3 separate regions of the Sus scrofa genome follow, and all the other regions are linked to region 1. Evidence: chromatin contacts called from public HiChIP or PLAC-seq data. All regions are on one chromosome and are shown on one strand. Each heading gives the region's core, a stretch centred on a gene start, on an enhancer-like site or on the middle of the called end of the contact. The rest is flanking DNA. Distances are from core to core; before and after follow the strand shown. Region 1 holds the start of TNRC6B (trinucleotide repeat-containing gene 6B protein). Region 2 overlaps TNRC6B (trinucleotide repeat-containing gene 6B protein). Region 3 overlaps TNRC6B (trinucleotide repeat-containing gene 6B protein).

Region 1 (3,091 bases), core at 272-2,771:
CTTAAAAACAGTCATGAACCGGAGCTTCCTTGCGGTGTAGTAAGTTAAGGATCCAGCATTGTCATTGCAGCGGCTAGGGACGCTCCAGCAGCATGGCACAGGTTTGATCTCTGGCCCAGGAACTTCCACATCCCTCCGGCACAGGCACGGCCAAAAAACGAACAAAAAACCAGTTAAGAACTAAGAAACTATAAAGCCATCATTATCATCATCACTGCATCCCACGTGAAACAAGCCGGTCTGATTTGTACTCCGGATTCTAGCCTTAGCGTAGCAACCTACTACATTCACATCTCCACTACCTACCTACAAGGATACTGCACACTGTAGAGGTGCCAAGGTGCTGTAAGTTCTGCTTTTTAACAGACATTTACATAACATCACCAAAAGAATAAACAAAGTTTCAAAGCCAAGATGCTTCTCCAAATCAATAGGAAACTATCATTCTACTGAAATTCCCTGCAAGTAAGAAGTAAATAGCTTCTATTGTTAAACTTTCACAAAATACAAGATATGAGGTATCAAAACATTTGTTTGCTTAACTGCTGGGGGGGGGCAAAATTAATGACATTTTATTCACTTACTATGGAGAAACATCTCTGGCCAATTCTGTTGTATGATGCTGCTTATACTGCAATACAAAGGAGCAACTTGAAATTCACCTTATCTCTCACTCAATCTCTAGCGCAGATGCTAAAAAGTAATAAAACAGCCAAAAGATACAAAGATACATGAGAAAGCAAGGAGCCTGAAAAGACCCAGATAGTATTCTGTGCTCAAAGATATGAGGATAGGTTGGTCCTTAAAGTGCCCGACTAGAGGCTACTGGCTGTCTTCAGCCTCTACAGTGTATTTAAGCCCACTGTGGAAACCGGCTAGTTTGAAGCCACAGGGCGCAGGACCAGGGGACAGCAGAAAACACCTCGGGCTGAACGTCCTCTGCCAGTCCCCTCCTTTCCCCGTGGAGAGTGAATCGCCTCTGGAAGGTGGCCACACTCAGGGCTCTGGGGTGAGGGATGGGGGCGGGATCCCCCGGTCCGGGATGAGCAGGGGAACGCATTCGCTCCGTCACGCAGGTCTTGCACACAGGTGGGGACCGAGAGGCTGAGGCCTGCCGCCTCCCTCTGCCACTGCCTGGCAGGGGCCCCGACGCGCCTCCGCGGGCCTCGGCTCTTTGCCACTACCGGGACCCCTCCCCGCCCCGAGGTCCCCCGGCGACGAGAAGCGAACTCGATCGACCAGCCCACCCGGAAGCCCTCCCCCAGCTCACACCTGCCGGCGCGTGACGCCCAGAGCCGCGCGTGCGCGCCCGCCCGGCCCTTCCATTCCCAGCGCCCCTTCCCCGCGCGCGGACGTCGACCGCGTCCCTCCCCGCCCTGGGGTCAAACCCACCAGACGCCCGCCCCACGGAGCGCGCGCCCAACGCCGCCGCCCCCGCCTGCCCCGCGCGCGCGCTCACGCCCCTCCCGGCCCTCTCCCCGCCGCGCGCGCTCACTCGCGAGGACATGCACACGCTGCGCCTCAGCTTGACAGGCCGGCCCCGCGCGGCGCGCTCCCGCGGGCGTCCTCACCCACCCGGCCGCCCGACTCTGACTGGGCGGTGAGCGGGGGAGGGGAAGGACAGCAGTGGCCGTCGGTCCTCACTCACCGCCGAGCCGTGCCCGCTCCGAGTGCGCGGCGTTCCGCTGTGAGGCGATGCGCTGCGAGGCGCGCGGTCCCCGCTTCTCCGCAGGCTATGGAGGCGACGTAGTAGGGAGACTGAGGGGCTCGGGGGGGAGTCACTCCCTCCCGCTTCACCTCCGAGAAACACGGGGACCCCAGAAACTAAAAACAAAATAAACAAACTTTCCCCTCCGCCTCCCTCCCCCAAAACCACAACACAAACACTCGGGGGCCCGCCCAGAGCCCCATTCCATTGGCCGCAGGAAGGATGCTGCCGGCCGTCACTGGCTGCCTTCTATGCCCGTCAAGCTGCTGTTCCGCCCCTCCAATTCCTCGCCGCTGCCGTCGCCCCTCATTGGTTAAGTGCGTTCCGTTTGACGAGCTAGGATTGGCTACGCTGCCTGCGCCAATCATTAGGGGACACACCCCCTCAGCATCCCAGAGGCCGCTTCCTCCGTTGCGGACTGGGAGAGGCGAAGGGGAAACTAGAGCATGATGGCGGCCGAGCTCACTTGGCGCAACCATCGCCTTTTTTCTTTTATTTGCTCATTAGTGCCTCGGCCTCGCGCTGTTTCCCCTAAGGTCCTCTCTCTATCCACTACTGCCTAATAACGGAATCTATACGTCCCGGCTCCTTGATTTATCCCCTCCGAAGTGCTGAGTGTGGGCTGGTTGTACGTCATTGGACTGTTGGAATGTCACTCCCTGGTCAAATCCTCAAACTATTGGTGGGACGGCAAGAGAGCCCGTCCAACAACAAGAGCTAGTGCCATTGGTTTGTCTCCACCGAGTTCTTTCCTGGTACCTTATTGGGCTAAAAGGCGCGTCGGTCAGATCTGGATTCGTTTTGCTACGGTTGTTTGCTAGGGAGTTTAGATGACTCTGGTCGTTTGGCCTGTAGTTGACTGTAATAACGACTGCTATTTATTGCGTGCCTACTTTGTGCCAACTATGCAGAGATCTTTACAGGGACTATTGGTTAAACCCGTGAGTTTTATATTCTAAATTTTACCGATAGGAAACCAGGGCTCCAGAGCGGCTGGGATATTTGCCCAAGGTCACCTAGGTGGGAAGTAGTAGACCGGCATTTGGTCCCAGGTCTGTTTGACTCCATTGCCTTAGCTCTTTTCGCTTTTAGTGCCTTTACCTTAGCCTAGAATTGTACCCATCAGCCAACCCAACATCGTCAAAACATTTCATTCAGAACCTAAGCTCCTCAGTCAGCTTGTAGAGGTGACATTGTTGGGGACTGAGGCTGTGAACAGGTTGTCATTGCCTCCACCACATCCTCCTCTCCAGCACCCACTTCTGTCCACCCTAAATTAAAACAGTCTTGATGTTTCCTGATCAGAAGCTTATATACCTTTGTGTTCATTTTCTCAGCTTTATAAATAAATGGACACTTCTACCAACCTTCTGTTTCAAGCGG
Region 2 (3,091 bases), core at 326-2,825, 120 kb before region 1:
CTTGGATCTGGTGTTGCCGTGGCTGAGGTGCAGACTGTAGCTGCAGCTCCGACTCGAGCCCTAACCTGGGAACCTTCATATGTCACAGGTGCGGCCTTAAAAAGAAAAAATTAATAAGGTCTTCTGTAATCGTGAAATCTATTTCCTATTAAAGGATGTCTAGACATGAGCAAGCCAGGCAAAGAAAACTAACAGTTCTAAATAAAATATACTGTTGCCTAAAACATACTTTCTTTTTGGGGGGGCTGGGCCCTCAGCACGCAGAAGTTCCCAGGACAGGGATAGAACCTGGCCATGGCAGTGACAGTGTGGGTCCTTAACCTGAGGAGCTACCAGGGAACTCTTATTTTTCAAAAGGGAGCAGACAGTCCACAGATCCCTTCCATGCCGCCTCGAGTATTTCCTAGAAGGGAAGGACGGCTCAGCAACTTCAGGAAGCAACTGCAAAGTTACTCGGCCTGGAAGAAGCTCTCATGTCTGCTTTCTTCCCAAGGCAAGAGGGCCCAGTGCTCCGGCATAGAGATTTAGCAGCCAAGACTGTCCAGGATGCTTCGGACCCGAGCAGGCTTGAGCAAGGCTTAATCCGTAGTTAGCTCACAGGATTGTCATGAGGATTCAAAGTTAACTTCTATGAAGCACTTAGAACAGCATGCCTGGTATTTAATAGAGGAAGTAATACTATCTTTCCCTTCTAGTTGATACGTTCTCACCTCCTCCAACCCAGACCCTCTCTCTTCCTATTCCTTCAGGTCCTTAGCTGACCCTGCTCTTATTTTCCTCCCCACCCAGCCTGGACACTCAGGAACATTCACCAGCATCCCCTGAAGACTTCACCCCCTGGCTAGCCCACACCACCTACTCCGGCCAAGCCTCACTCAGCCTCAGACAAGCCCCCGCTCACCGCGGGCTCCGCCTTGCCTTGCTGGGAGGAGCCTGCCCAGCTACAGACCCCTGCAATCACAAGGGAAGGGTCTCAGCCAATCCTCAGAGCGGGACTCGGTCTTCCTGCAGCCCTTTTCCACTCAGACTTCACCTCCTGTTCGACCTCAAGGAATGCCTCCCATGCAGAGTATCTCCCAGGGCAACTCCCTCAACTAATAACGCTTCCCTCCCCAAGGCTGCGCTGTCACCCACGCAGCACTACCTCAGTTCTCTTCTCAAACCCTCTCCCCTGTGTTCAAGCCAACCAGCTCTATCGAATGCCTCCTGGATGCCAGACTCGGTTTGTGGATGGCGAGGCTACAGAGCTCATCCTTGTACCTTCAATAGTTACCTTTCGACCTGTTCCTTCCCCTTAGCCTTCTGATTCATGCTATAGAATGTAAGCCCCACCAGAGTAGGGATTTTTTAAAAAAACTATTTTGCTCACTGCTTTATTCCTAGAGACTAGCACAGCTTCTGAAATATATAAGGCATTCAATAAATATTTGTTCATTCGAATCATCCTTGATCCATTTATTCATTTAACAAATGCTCACTGAGCACTCGTGTGTATGTGTATGTGTATGTGTGTGTGTGTGTGTGTGTGTTACTGGGGTTACAGAGGTGAACATAACTAGTTCCTATCCTAGAGCTGCTCACCGTAGCGACAGAAAGGAAGGAACCCGAAAACCCACAAGGGAGACCTCCCAATGGGACAGAGTGGAAGCAGGAAGAACAACGATGTGCCAGACCTCGATGGAGCCCTGAGCCCACCGCACTGAGCTCCTAAAGGCCGAACCTAACTGCCCTCATCCAGGGCTTATCTCGGCTGGCCCCCGGGGACAGCGGCCCGATAAGTATCCTTCACTTCCCTAAACGCCTTCCTGCCCGGGCTTTTCTTGCATCACCCCTTTTCCTGTTTTCACCCCGCCCCTCTGATCATCAGCTAAGGGGGCACTGTCACAACCATGGCCTAGAGGACCATCTCTGTAAGTAAACGGATGGTTCCCAGCTTTCCTCCTGAGCTCCAGACCCTCGTGACCACGTGCCGAGTTATACTAGATGTTCAGCAAGCATCTGAAACATGCACAAAGCAAACACACAGCCTGTCAGCCCCATCCTCACCCTTCTACATACCCCAAACCTCTGCTCCACCCACTGGATGCCCATCCCAACGCCTGGCATCACCCACTCACCCAGCCTGAGCTCGTCCCTCTTTCTCATATCTGACAGATTTCACCCCGAAAGTGTTTCTAAGGTCTGGTCTTGGCATTTCTACTGTCACTGACTTAATTTACATTCTCCAATCCCTCCTCCTGCATCGGATCCTCAGCGTGGAAGTCAACTGAGGCAAGCTGAGTTGCTTTTCTATTTTTTTATTTTTTATTTTTTGGGCCACACCTGCAGCATATGGAGGTTCCCAGGCTAGAAGTCAAATTGGAGCTACAGCTGCCAGCCTACACCACAGCCACAGCTGCGCCAGATCCAAGCCGCATCTTCGACCTATGTTGCAGCTCACGGCAATGCCAGATCCTTAACCCGCTGAGTAAGGCCAGGGAACCTGCATCCTCACAGAGACAATGTTGGGTTCCTAACCCACTAAGCCACAACGGGAACGCCATGAGTTTTCAAAACTGCTTTCCACAGGATAAAATTCAAGTTCCTTAGCTCACAAACCCAACCAACCCTTCCATTCCCCTCCGGACAGCCTACACTTGGGTCCTACCCTTCCCCACTCCCTAACACCTTGCCTTTGCTCATGCCATTTCCTCTGCTTGAAATGCTAGCCATAAAAATTATGCAAAGAGCAGCTAACCTTGACTCCAGGCACCAACAAGGACTATTATCATGCCCCACTTCACCAGTGAGAAAGCTGAGGCGCACAGGTATTACTTGCCCAGCACTGGGCCAACCAAACCACACACCTGTCCCAACTTCAGGACCACGGTTCTTGACCACTGTGTTCTATCACCACCGCCTTCATCAAGCGAGTCCTCATTTCCCTTGAAGACTCTGTTCCAGTGCCCCCTCTTTGGTGGAGACGCCCCAGTCTCCTCTGCCTCTGCCTCCACCTCCAACCTCTAGGATCCCTTGGCATCAGACCTCCAACTTTATTACGGGCAGCCTCCTATGACTGGTTGAGTTCCAAAGATAACAGCCAGGTCTCTTT
Region 3 (3,091 bases), core at 257-2,756, 82 kb before region 1:
AAAAGAAAAAAAAAATCTATTTCCTGAAACATAAAGCTGAGAAGGACAGCTAATATTTGTATGACGGAATCAATATTCAAAATGATCTTTGCAGATGAAGGAGAGGGGTGGAAGCTCCTAAAATTGTTTTTTATTCTTACTGGATATCATTCAACAACAGAAAAAACCCATAAACCTTAAGGCAGAATGTAATGAATTTTAGATACGGTTGCACCGTGTAACCACCACAGGGGTCAAGACAGGACATTTCTATCTCCCCAGAAAACTCCTATAGGCTCCTTCCCTTGAATCCCATCCCCCACACCCCAAGCAACTGCTGTATCACCACGGATGAGGTTTACGTGTCCATTAACCATTGTAGGCTGCCGGCTACAGCTCTGATTCAACCCCTAGCCTGGGAACCTCCATACACCACTGGTGCAGCACTAGAAAAGGCAAAAAGACAAAAAAAAAAAAAAGAAAGAAAAGAAAAGGAAGTTCTGGAATTAAGGATCAAACCCAGGCCACAGCAGTGACAATGCCGGATCCTTAACCCACTGCGCCACCAGGGAATTCCCCCCAAGGTAATTCTTAAGTATACAGATTCTCTTTAGAGAATTTGTCGGTCAAGATAGCTATTCTAGTCTGTCCTCTACATCAACATCGGCTATCATAAGAAAGTAAATCATAAAGTAAAAGCACATCTCACTCCCATTCTTTAAAAATCTGCTGCCTATCATTAGAACGCCTCAGCCTAAAATAATCTAGTCTCTGACATCACCTCTCTTCAGTCTAGCACCCAATACTCTTATCACTGTGTAGTGGATTACAGGTGACCCTAAATTTTCGGCCAGTCCTCTTACTGGGGGTGGAATCTGTTTTTGCTTCCTCTGAATCCAGAGTGGCCCTGGATTCACTTTAATTCAACAGAATACAGAGGGAGTAAAACTGTTTGACTTCAGAGGCTGGGCCTTAATATATCTGCAGTTTGCACGCTTGGAATGTTCCCTTTTAGAGCCCAGTCGCCACGCTGTGAGAAACCCAAGCCCCGTAGAGAGGTCATATGTAGGAGGTCCTTGATGCTTGGGTCAACAGCCTCAAGCTAAGCTCCTAGCCGGCAGCCAATACAGACCGCCAACCATGTAAGTGAGCCACTTTGAACATTTCTGGCAAGTTGGAACTCCAGATGACAGCAGCCCTTGCCGACACCACTTTGGAGCAGAAGAACTGCCCTACTGGACCCAGCCAACTACAGAGTCATGGGAGATAACAGGGTGTGGTGGTGGTGGGTATGTGTGCGTGTGTTTATTTTAATATATATACACGAAACCTTCATTTTTTAGAAAAGGTCTAGGTTAACAGAATAAGTAACTGAATGGTGATAAAGGTATATCCTTTTATAATATCTCAATTAAAAAGAATAAAACAGAAAGGACAGTGTAAAGAAACAGCTGTAAGATGTGTCAGTAAATCCACGTTAGAACGGAAACTCCCAGTAATGCAGAGTCCTCCTATGTGACGCACGAGACACAGATCGGGCACGAAGAAACCCGATCGTTTCATTCAGTGTGTCAAAGCCACGTATGACAGGCGAAATAGGATCTGCTTTTAGATTAATGTGACAATATAGGCACATTAATACTAAAAAAAAGATAGATGAGTCTCTCTCTAAAGGGATTATGCCAATGAAACACACACCCCGACCTGTGGCTTTCCGATAGGTCATCACTCGTTTTCTACAGAACACAATTTTCATATTTAACTTTTGAAAGTGTGGAACAATAAGACAGATTCATGGGTAACTGTGTTCATGCTATCTAATTTTCTCTCTCATGGACACAGCAGGGAAATTAAATAAGCCCTGAAGTAGTCCTTGGGAAAAATACATGGAAGAGTCACTGTGCCTCCAAAGATATAGTCAGGGGCTTCTGAAATTTTACATTAATAATAACTCTGTCAAATTTGTCTTCTTCCAGTATTTATAATGGAAGCTTTCACTCCAACAGCAGACTCTGTTTGAGAAAGTGCTTTAGGTCACACAAAATTATATTCTAGTGACCATTCAGGGAGGGGAAAAAAAAAAAAAAAGCTAGTTCTAAACTAATATGAAGTTTAACTTTCTTTTTTCTTACTTCCACTTAAAATTCTTGGAGCTCCAACAATTAAAACAAAGAAAAAACACAGTTCACTGAGGCAGCTCTGTGTCAGTAACCAACACAGTTCCTGGCATGTAACAGATGCTCAATAAATATTTGCAGAAGTAATGAGAGGAAAGGAAAGAGGGAAGGAGGAAGGCAGGTGAAAAAAAATAAGCGAGGAAAAACGGAAAGAATACTTGTACTTAATCACAGATTTATCTATGGCCCAATCTACGGCAGCTTTTGGAAGCCATCCTCTGCTTTTTATCTTTCTAGCAAAGAAACAGAGTCTTCTAAACTCTGTACATCTGTACGTCTCCCAACTATTTTGTTTTGGGTTTTTTTCAGCCATGTCTGGGGCATACAGAAGTTCCGGGTCTGGGATCAAACCCGCACCACAGCGATAACAACACCAGATCCTTAACCCAGTAGGCTACCAGGGAACTCCACCTCGACTCTCAAAGAATCTTTAATCCCCAATCCATCTCCGAACTTAAACATCTCTAAAAAAAAGCTACGGAAGGACTTCCCTTGTGGTCTGTAGTATAACTTCATGGCATTGTCACTGTTCTGGCTCTGGTTTGATCCCTGGCCCCGGAACTTCCATATGCCAAGGGTGCAGCCAATCACTTAATAACAACAAAAAAGCTATGGAAGATGTTACACAGTTTCAAGAATACTTCCTCAAAGGGAACACTGAAATTCACATCCCGGAGTTCCCGCTGTGGCTTAGCAGTAACCCGACTAGTATCCATGAAGACATGGGTTCAATCCCTGGCCTTGCTCAGTGGGTTAAGGATCTGGCATGGCTGTGCACTGTGGTGTCGGTTGCAGACAAGACTCAGATCCCGAGTTCCCGGCTGTGGCATTTGCTGGAAGCTACAACTCCTATTCAACTCCTAGCCTGGGAACTTCCATATGCCTGGGGGGGGTGGCCCTAAAAAGGAAGAAAAAAAAAAATCCAAATCCTCCAA

The links. HiChIP or PLAC-seq counts read pairs in DNA pulled down with a chosen protein or histone mark.
Region 2: an H3K27ac HiChIP or PLAC-seq map of alveolar macrophages shows a contact between it and region 1. The contact joins the enhancer-like site here to the promoter of TNRC6B in region 1. A contact is called at or near these places in 1 of 5 promoter capture datasets (fetal liver), 6 of 47 Hi-C or Micro-C datasets (embryonic fibroblasts, liver, retroperitoneal adipose tissue and 1 more) and 2 of 2 datasets of contacts at active chromatin or transcription factors (alveolar macrophages and skeletal muscle).
Region 3: a contact with region 1 is called in an H3K27ac HiChIP or PLAC-seq map of skeletal muscle. The contact joins the enhancer-like site here to the promoter of TNRC6B in region 1. A contact is called at or near these places in 1 of 5 promoter capture datasets (liver), 6 of 47 Hi-C or Micro-C datasets (embryonic fibroblasts, epiblast stem cells, liver and 1 more) and 2 of 2 datasets of contacts at active chromatin or transcription factors (alveolar macrophages and skeletal muscle).

What each region holds. Positions count from the first base shown.
Region 1 is chr5:8,309,543-8,312,633 of Sscrofa11.1, forward strand. It overlaps TNRC6B (trinucleotide repeat-containing gene 6B protein), which reads right to left and starts at 1,522. Exons shown (of 26, transcript XM_021092847.1): 1 at 1,496-1,522. The coding sequence starts at 1,507. It overlaps LOC102162756 (a long non-coding RNA gene), which reads left to right and starts at 2,423. Exons shown (of 2, transcript XR_001305237.2): 1 at 2,423-2,649; 2 at 3,046-3,091.
Region 2 is chr5:8,184,781-8,187,871 of Sscrofa11.1, forward strand. The region is part of intron 4 of TNRC6B (trinucleotide repeat-containing gene 6B protein); the gene reads right to left. Among named protein-coding and RNA genes, the nearest start is that of MIR7134, 25 kb to the left of the region's middle. Within about 2 kb of position 1,576, at least 8 of the 83 cell types and tissues checked have an H3K27ac peak or open chromatin away from gene starts, as enhancers often do. A contact at or near this core is called in alveolar macrophages and fetal liver, where this site is marked.
Region 3 is chr5:8,227,940-8,231,030 of Sscrofa11.1, forward strand. All of the region lies in intron 3 of TNRC6B (trinucleotide repeat-containing gene 6B protein), which reads right to left. Among named protein-coding and RNA genes, the nearest start is that of MIR7134, 68 kb to the left of the region's middle. Within about 2 kb of position 1,507, at least 1 of the 83 cell types and tissues checked has an H3K27ac peak or open chromatin away from gene starts, as enhancers often do. A contact at or near this core is called in skeletal muscle, where this site is marked.